Linked DNA regions of Mus musculus: region 1 is linked to region 2. A link is a contact called in public promoter capture Hi-C data. All regions are on one chromosome and are shown on one strand. Each heading gives the region's core, a stretch centred on a gene start, on an enhancer-like site or on the middle of the called end of the contact. The rest is flanking DNA. Distances are from core to core; before and after follow the strand shown. Region 1 holds the start of Nt5c2 (5'-nucleotidase, cytosolic II). Region 2 holds the start of Scd1 (stearoyl-Coenzyme A desaturase 1).

Region 1 (3,324 bases), core at 29-2,528, 2.6 Mb after region 2:
TCTGTTAGGGACCTGGAAGAGAAAGATCCCAAGTTCGAGGCCACTAGGGTACAGAGCCTGTTCGAGGCCTACAAACAGGTTCATATTGTAATGGAAATGCTCTTCGGAAGCAAGCCGGGAAGCATCAATCCTTGTATCAACAGCCCAGCATAACCACCTTGCCACTACGAGCACCCGCAACGATTTTATTGCAATTTTTAACCAGCTGGTTTGTTAAACTGAACCTCTAAGCCCTGATGTCTTCTCTTACATTCTTAGCCATTGATGGAAAATGCTAAGGTGACTATGTGAAAGACCTGAAGTCTTTCTGTACTCACTACGTCTACGATAAATGGCACCGTTTTAACATCCTCCCCCTACACATGACGGCCAAAGGAATTTGCATCCCTTAAGAAAAATTATAGGTCTACGGTCATTATGAAACAATGTGCGGGGGGGGGGGGGGCGCAGAGAAGTGGTGGGGAACACGCAACCGTGTTGAGTGACTAGTCATTTCAGAGTGCTCTATTAGAGCACAGCCCTCGACTACCGAGGCTGTGAAACAAATCCGACACAAACCTTCATCTAATGCTTTTAAAGGCTGCGGCCAGGCAAAGCCAACCGCTCAAAACGCTGTTCTTGTAACAGGCCCCACTTCTGCATCTCGCCCTGCAGGGCTTCGGGGGCCCCAGAAAAAAAAAGGCGAGGGACAAACCGCCTCCAAACGTCTTTAGGCGAGACTTGCAATTGATGTGAGCTTTCCAGGAAGTACTGCGCACCACAAAACTGGCTCGTGGGCCATTCCGCGGGCAGATCCAAACCCTGCCAGGCTCGCAGCCCATGAGGGGAGCCCCGCACCCGCCTCACGAGAACTGAGGCCAGGCTGCCAGCCCAGAGAGACCAGGGGAACCGAGAGCGGCGCCTGCCCGCCCACTCCGCGAGAAAGGCGGGGTCCCAGCTAGCGGACGCTGGGAAACAATGGCGCGAGCATGACGTGGGCCGGGGGCGTCGCCGCCGCGCGGGGAAGGGGCTGCGGCGGGCCGGGGGCGCCCGGGCCGGGGGCGTGCGCCACGCCGGGGCGCTGAGGCCGCGGGCGCGCGGGCAGATCTGGGCCGGGGTAGGGAGCCCTGAGGAAAGGGACGCCGGGCGGACGGCGGGGGCCGCTGGGTCGCGCGCTGGGCCGCGCATCCTCCCCAGCCTGCTCGCTCGCCGCCCGCCCGCTCCAAGCCCCCTCCCGCCCGCCGCGGGTGCCGCCGCACTCACCGGCCGCACCGCACGGCAGCAATCCTAGCGCGCAACTGCCGCAGCCGCCTCGGCGCGCGCCCTCCCCGCCCCCGCCGCCCCGGCACCGCCCCCAGCTCGCGCCCGGCCAGGGACCGGCGCTCTGTTCCTTACCCGGGCTCCGCCGCAGAAGCCGGCCGCGGCGATGCTCCCTGGCGGGCGGTCCTGTCTCAGGGCCCCTCACAGGGCTCGGGGAACTTCCCACCACAGAACTCCCAGAGCTGCTAAACTCCGAGGGTGATGCACGTTAACAACCTATCCATTTCCTAGGAATAACCACCTCTTGGCTTTTTGCCTGCTCCCCTCAGCACACTCCTGGCTGCCCCGCCCCTACCTTAGGTGACCACGCCTACTCTGCGAGAGGCTTTCCCTAAGGTGGGAAGAGTGTGTCCCTTACTCCTAGCAGCTTACTCCTAGACAAACGAACCAGAGGGTCTCCCTGGAAGACCTTGAACTCAACTCCATGATAATCATAGGGACCAGCTTTGGGGTTTATCAGAATGAGTTCAAATCCTAGTTTCACTACTTACCCAGGGAACCAACCAAGGAACCTGACTACACACAGTTGATTTATCCGAGATATTATTGATAGAATGAAACAATACAGACTCCAGGCTTAGTTCTGGATCCTAGCAAACAATAAATAGTAGTTGAATACACTGACACCCGTTACCGTACTTCACTACAAGACAGCCCACCCACTATGTCCAGAACACTGCATTCCTTAGTCTGGGCAGCTCTGGAATTCATCGCAAAGACCAAATTCTAGTCCTGGGAGCCTCGGAAAAGCAACTGATCTACTGGTTCTTCGACCTTGGACTTTGCCCAAGATCTTCCCGAGTTGGGGATATTTGATCCCTCCCATTGTTTTTCCTCTGTCCTAATTCTGAGGATCTTTGTCTTTCTCTCAGGCATTTGGCTGATTTGATTTTGATTTCCTTTAGATGGTATCATCCAAGACTAAGCCAAGTTTTGTAGTACCATCATAATCAAGGAGGACTATGGCTTCCACTTTGTAACAGCGCCTTGCATTTGTGCAGTAAAGTTCTCAGTGAACACTAAGTATGGTAGCTTGCCGGGAGTCCTAGCTTCTGGAGATGCTAGGACTAAGGCAAGAGGATTACGTGAGCCCAGAATTTGAAGTTAACCTGAGCAACATAATGAAAGAAAGAAAAAAGGGAGAGGAAGCAATGGTGAGGGGGGGGGGGGGAACAAGGAAGAAAGAGGAGGAAGGAGAAGAAAATGAAAAAGAGAAGAAAGTTCTTGGCAGACATACTACTGACTCATTACACTTGCAGTCAACCTGAACCACAGGGTGTTTTTGAAAACAGGAGGGCTCTGCTAACAGCTTCTACTTACCCTCCTGTGCCTTTCACCCTGCCTAGGTCAGCTGAGGATAAGCCCCTATTAGGCTTTTCACCTATTAGGCTTTTCAACATGGGAAAAATGGCATGTAAGCCAGTTTGCAGTTAGCTTAATACCACCTTTAAGCCAAGTATGTTTCTAGAAAGCCTGGTTTTGTAGGTAGGCCTGGAGTGGTTAAAGCTTACCTTGAATTCCTCTCAGGAGGCAGAGGCAGGTGGATCTCTGAATTCAGGGCCAGCCTGATCTACAGAGCAAGTTCTGGGCCAGCCAGGGCTACCAAATAAGACCCTGTCTCAAAATAAGTAAATAAATGCCCAGTTCTGTGACTAAAGACTGGTACGGGGCCGGGCGTGGTGGCGCACGCCTTTAATCCCAGCACTTGGGAAGCAGAGGCAGGCGGATTTCTGAGTTCCAGGCCAGCCTGGTCTACAGAGTGAATGCCAGAACAGCCAGGGCTACACAGAGAAACCCTGTCTGGGGGGGGGGGGCGGGGGACTGGTAGGGGGCTGTGTACATTTGACAGGAAAAAAGGAGAGTGCACACAGAGACTACAGAGAAGTAACAACAGGGTATGTTAATAATGGGTTTGCTTTCAGTGACAAGAGTTAGGTATCTTTTTATTCTTATTTTTCCTTTTCCTGTTTGAGTCTCTGTAGAACAGGTTAGCTTCAAACTCATGAGAATCCTCCTGTCTCAACT
Region 2 (3,219 bases), core at 384-2,883:
TAACTGCCTTTTGTCCCTTTCTTTTCAAGGACTGCTCTGGTACAGTGTCCTCGGGGTCTGTTCCCTGCCCTGGCTGAAGAGTAGTCCACAATTGTCCCTGACTAGCACGGGATTTCCCATGCCTCTCAGGTAGGGCTGGGTTCTCTTGGGTCAGGTGGGGCCAGGATGCACAGCTTAAGCAAGCGTCTCATACAGAAAAGCTTGTTCAGAGAGAGTTGCTTCTCTGCCTCAGGTAGACCCCTCCCAGTCTCCTGCACAGGGACTCAGTATTCATGTTAAGTCCCACAAGGAACCAGAAAAAAAGGCTGGGGAAATCTGAACAGAGCAGCCACTGCCTTGGGTCAGAGGGTACCTTATTAGAGAGCAAAGAGAAATCTGAGGCACTGGCCCAAGACAAGGGGCGCTGCTCACCGAAGAGGCAGGTGTAGAGCTTGCAGGAGGGAACCAGTATGATCCCGTACAGGCCTCCCAAGTGCAGCAGGACCATGAGAATGATGTTCCTCCAGACGTACTCCAGCTTGGGCGGGGGTCCCTCCTCATCCTGATAGGTGGGGTCGTGAATATCTTCTTTCATTTCAGGACGGATGTCTTCTTCCAGGTGGAGGGGCACCGTCTTCACCTTCTCTCGTTCATTTCCGGAGGGAGGTGCAGTGATGGTGGTGGTGGTCGTGTAAGAACTGGAGATCTGCAAAGAAAAAATTCAGTCGGGGGAGGCCGATCTGTGGGGCTCTCTCTCTCTGTCTCTCTCTGTGTGTTGTGTGTGTGAGAGAGAGAGAGAGAGAGAAATAGGAAAGAAGAATGAAACATTTATAGCCTCAGTAACACACAAAGGGATCCCCGTGTAAGTTATACAAGTATCGGTAGGACGGGCTTTTCTTTAAAGCAGCGGTTCTTAACCTGTGTCTCACGCTCAGCCCCTTTGGGGGTCAAATGTCCCTTTCAGAGGGGCAGCCCAAGACCATCGGAAAACAGATATTTACATTACGATTCAAAACAGTACCAAAATTAAAGTTATGAAGTAGCAACGAAATCATTTTATGGTTGGGGGGGAGGGGGTCACCACAACATGAAAAACTGTAGTAAATAAAGGATCGCAGCATCTTGAAAATTGAGAACCGCTGCTTTAAAGCTAAAGGCACGAAAGTTGGGACTCATCTGCCCAAATTACAATCTACACCTCTCAACCAACCGGTCACGTCAGAATTCGAGAAAGCCCAGTAGTCCGGAGAACTCTCAACTTTCTCCTCCCGGGACCAGTCACCTAGCTGCGTGGCCAGTGCAAGGAGCGAGGGCCGCTTCTGGAAGCTCACCTCTTGGAGCATGTGGGCCGGCATGATGATAGTCAGTTGCTCGCCTCACTTTCCCAGTGCTGAGATCGAGCGTGGACTTCGGTTCCGGAGCCCGTTGGTGTAGGCGAGTGGCGGAACTGCGCTTGGAAACCTGCCCTCCTGACTCTCGGGATGGGTGTTCAGCCCGGTCTGGCTGTGCACAGATCTCCCTGGGCTGGGATTTTAAAGGGTAGAGCAGGCGATGGGATGACCGTGTTCAGTATTTCCTCAGCCCCCTTTTATCGGCTGCCAGCAAAGGGTAAAGAGCGCAGAGATAGCTAGCCAAGGAAGCCAGGCGTGGAGGTGAGGGAGGGAGGGAGGGAGGGAGGGAGGAAGGGAGGGAGGGAGGGAGGGAGGGAGAGAGAGAGGGCGGGACCAAGAACGGGAAAGAAAGCCAAGTAGATTCCAGAGTAGACCTTGGAGGCGCCGGGATGCTGAAGGCATCAACAGGGCGCGCTGCTCCAACCCCCTGCCTGGGGATAAATGCTAATGTGCCTCCTGTGAAGCCCGTCTTGTCATTGGCCAAAGAGAATTTGGTGCCACCTTGTCCTGCCTTTTCCATTGGCTAGGCGCAATCTGCTGTTCCCTCTGCCTCTAGCTTCTCGCTCTCTCCTCCCCTCTTTTTCTCCTTATCCTCTTTGCTGTGGGCTGATGGGTGACTTTTCTTTAAGAGCAGGATAACGTGATTCCAAGTAGGAATTGTGTGCAAGCCTAGGACTTTGGTCTGGCGCTTAGCAAATGGTTCACTGGGGAAATCGCATCGAAAGAAGTGAGGAAGACACTGGCTACCGCCACTCACAACTCGGTCTAACTTCACATCTACCCCCACTTCCAGGCACCAGCAAAGAGAAACCCCGGGAGACTGGGATATGAGGGTGCGCCCAGGGCTCTGACCCGGGAAAACAATAGTGTATCCCTTCAGCCAGCATCCGGTTGCTGCTGCGTTCTTGACAGCACACGCTGAGTTACAACTGCACTCACTCATTGGGCTCCGTCTGCCGGGGACCGCCTCTGCTGGGAGCCAGAGCCCAATCCTAGCTGCTTCTCCTCAAACGGGACGGGACGTTTGAGAGCTCCTTAGATCCTCACGTTGAGATTCCAAGAAAAGGGACTAAGGAATCAAAGGGCCTGAGTGTGCGGTGCGAATAGCAAACAGGCACTTTGCGATCCCTAAGAAGTCTCAAGAATTTCCTTTTTGTTGAACCCACACTGACCCTGAGCAGTAGGTATTCCTTGGTACTTACTGTTATTGGTTTCTTTTTAGACAAGGTCTCTGAAGCTCTGACTGTCCTGGAACTCACAGTGTAGACCAAACTGGCCTCAAGCTTCATAGATCTGTGTCTGCCTTTGAGCTGGGTCCAGCTCCTCGGTCTTTTTAAAAAGGAAGTGAAATTTAAAAGAGTTGAGGTTACCTGTGGTCACGCTTAGCCAGTGTATGGTGGAGCTAGGAATTGAGTATCAGATGAGTGGCTCAAAGGTAAAGGCAGGCCTGGCATGGTGGCGCATGCCTTTAATCCCAGCACTCAGGAGGCAGAGGCAGGCGGATTTCTGAGTTCAAGGCCAGCCTGGTCTACAAGGTGAGTTCCAGGACAGCCAGGGCTACACAAAGAAACTCTGTCTCAAAAAGCCAAATGCAGCCTGGTCTACATAGTGAGTTCTTTTCTTTTTTTCCTCTTCTCGCTTTTCTTCTGCCTGCCTGCCTGCCTGCCTGTCTGTCTGTCTGTCTGATATCAATGGCTTTGCAGCCTACTCTACATAGTTCCTTTCTTTCTTCTGAAAAAAAAATTTAAGATACGGTTTCTCTATGTAGCTCTCACTATGTTGGAATTTGCTTTGTAGTCCAGGCTGGGCTTCAAACTCAGAGGTGTGCCTGTCTCTGCCTCTCAAGTGC

What was found. Promoter capture Hi-C pulls out the DNA fragments that hold promoters and counts their contacts.
Region 1: a contact with region 2 is called in a promoter capture Hi-C map of pre-B cells, with 4 times the contacts expected there. The contact joins the promoter of Nt5c2 here to the promoter of Scd1 in region 2.

Annotation. Positions count from the first base shown.
Region 1 is chr19:46,961,030-46,964,353 of GRCm38.p6, forward strand. It overlaps Nt5c2 (5'-nucleotidase, cytosolic II), which reads right to left and starts at 1,279. Exons shown (of 18, transcript NM_029810.5): 1 at 1,243-1,279.
Region 2 is chr19:44,406,076-44,409,294 of GRCm38.p6, forward strand. Scd1 (stearoyl-Coenzyme A desaturase 1) reads right to left here and starts at 1,634. Exons shown (of 6, transcript NM_009127.4): 1 at 1,311-1,634; 2 at 412-685. The coding sequence starts at 1,334.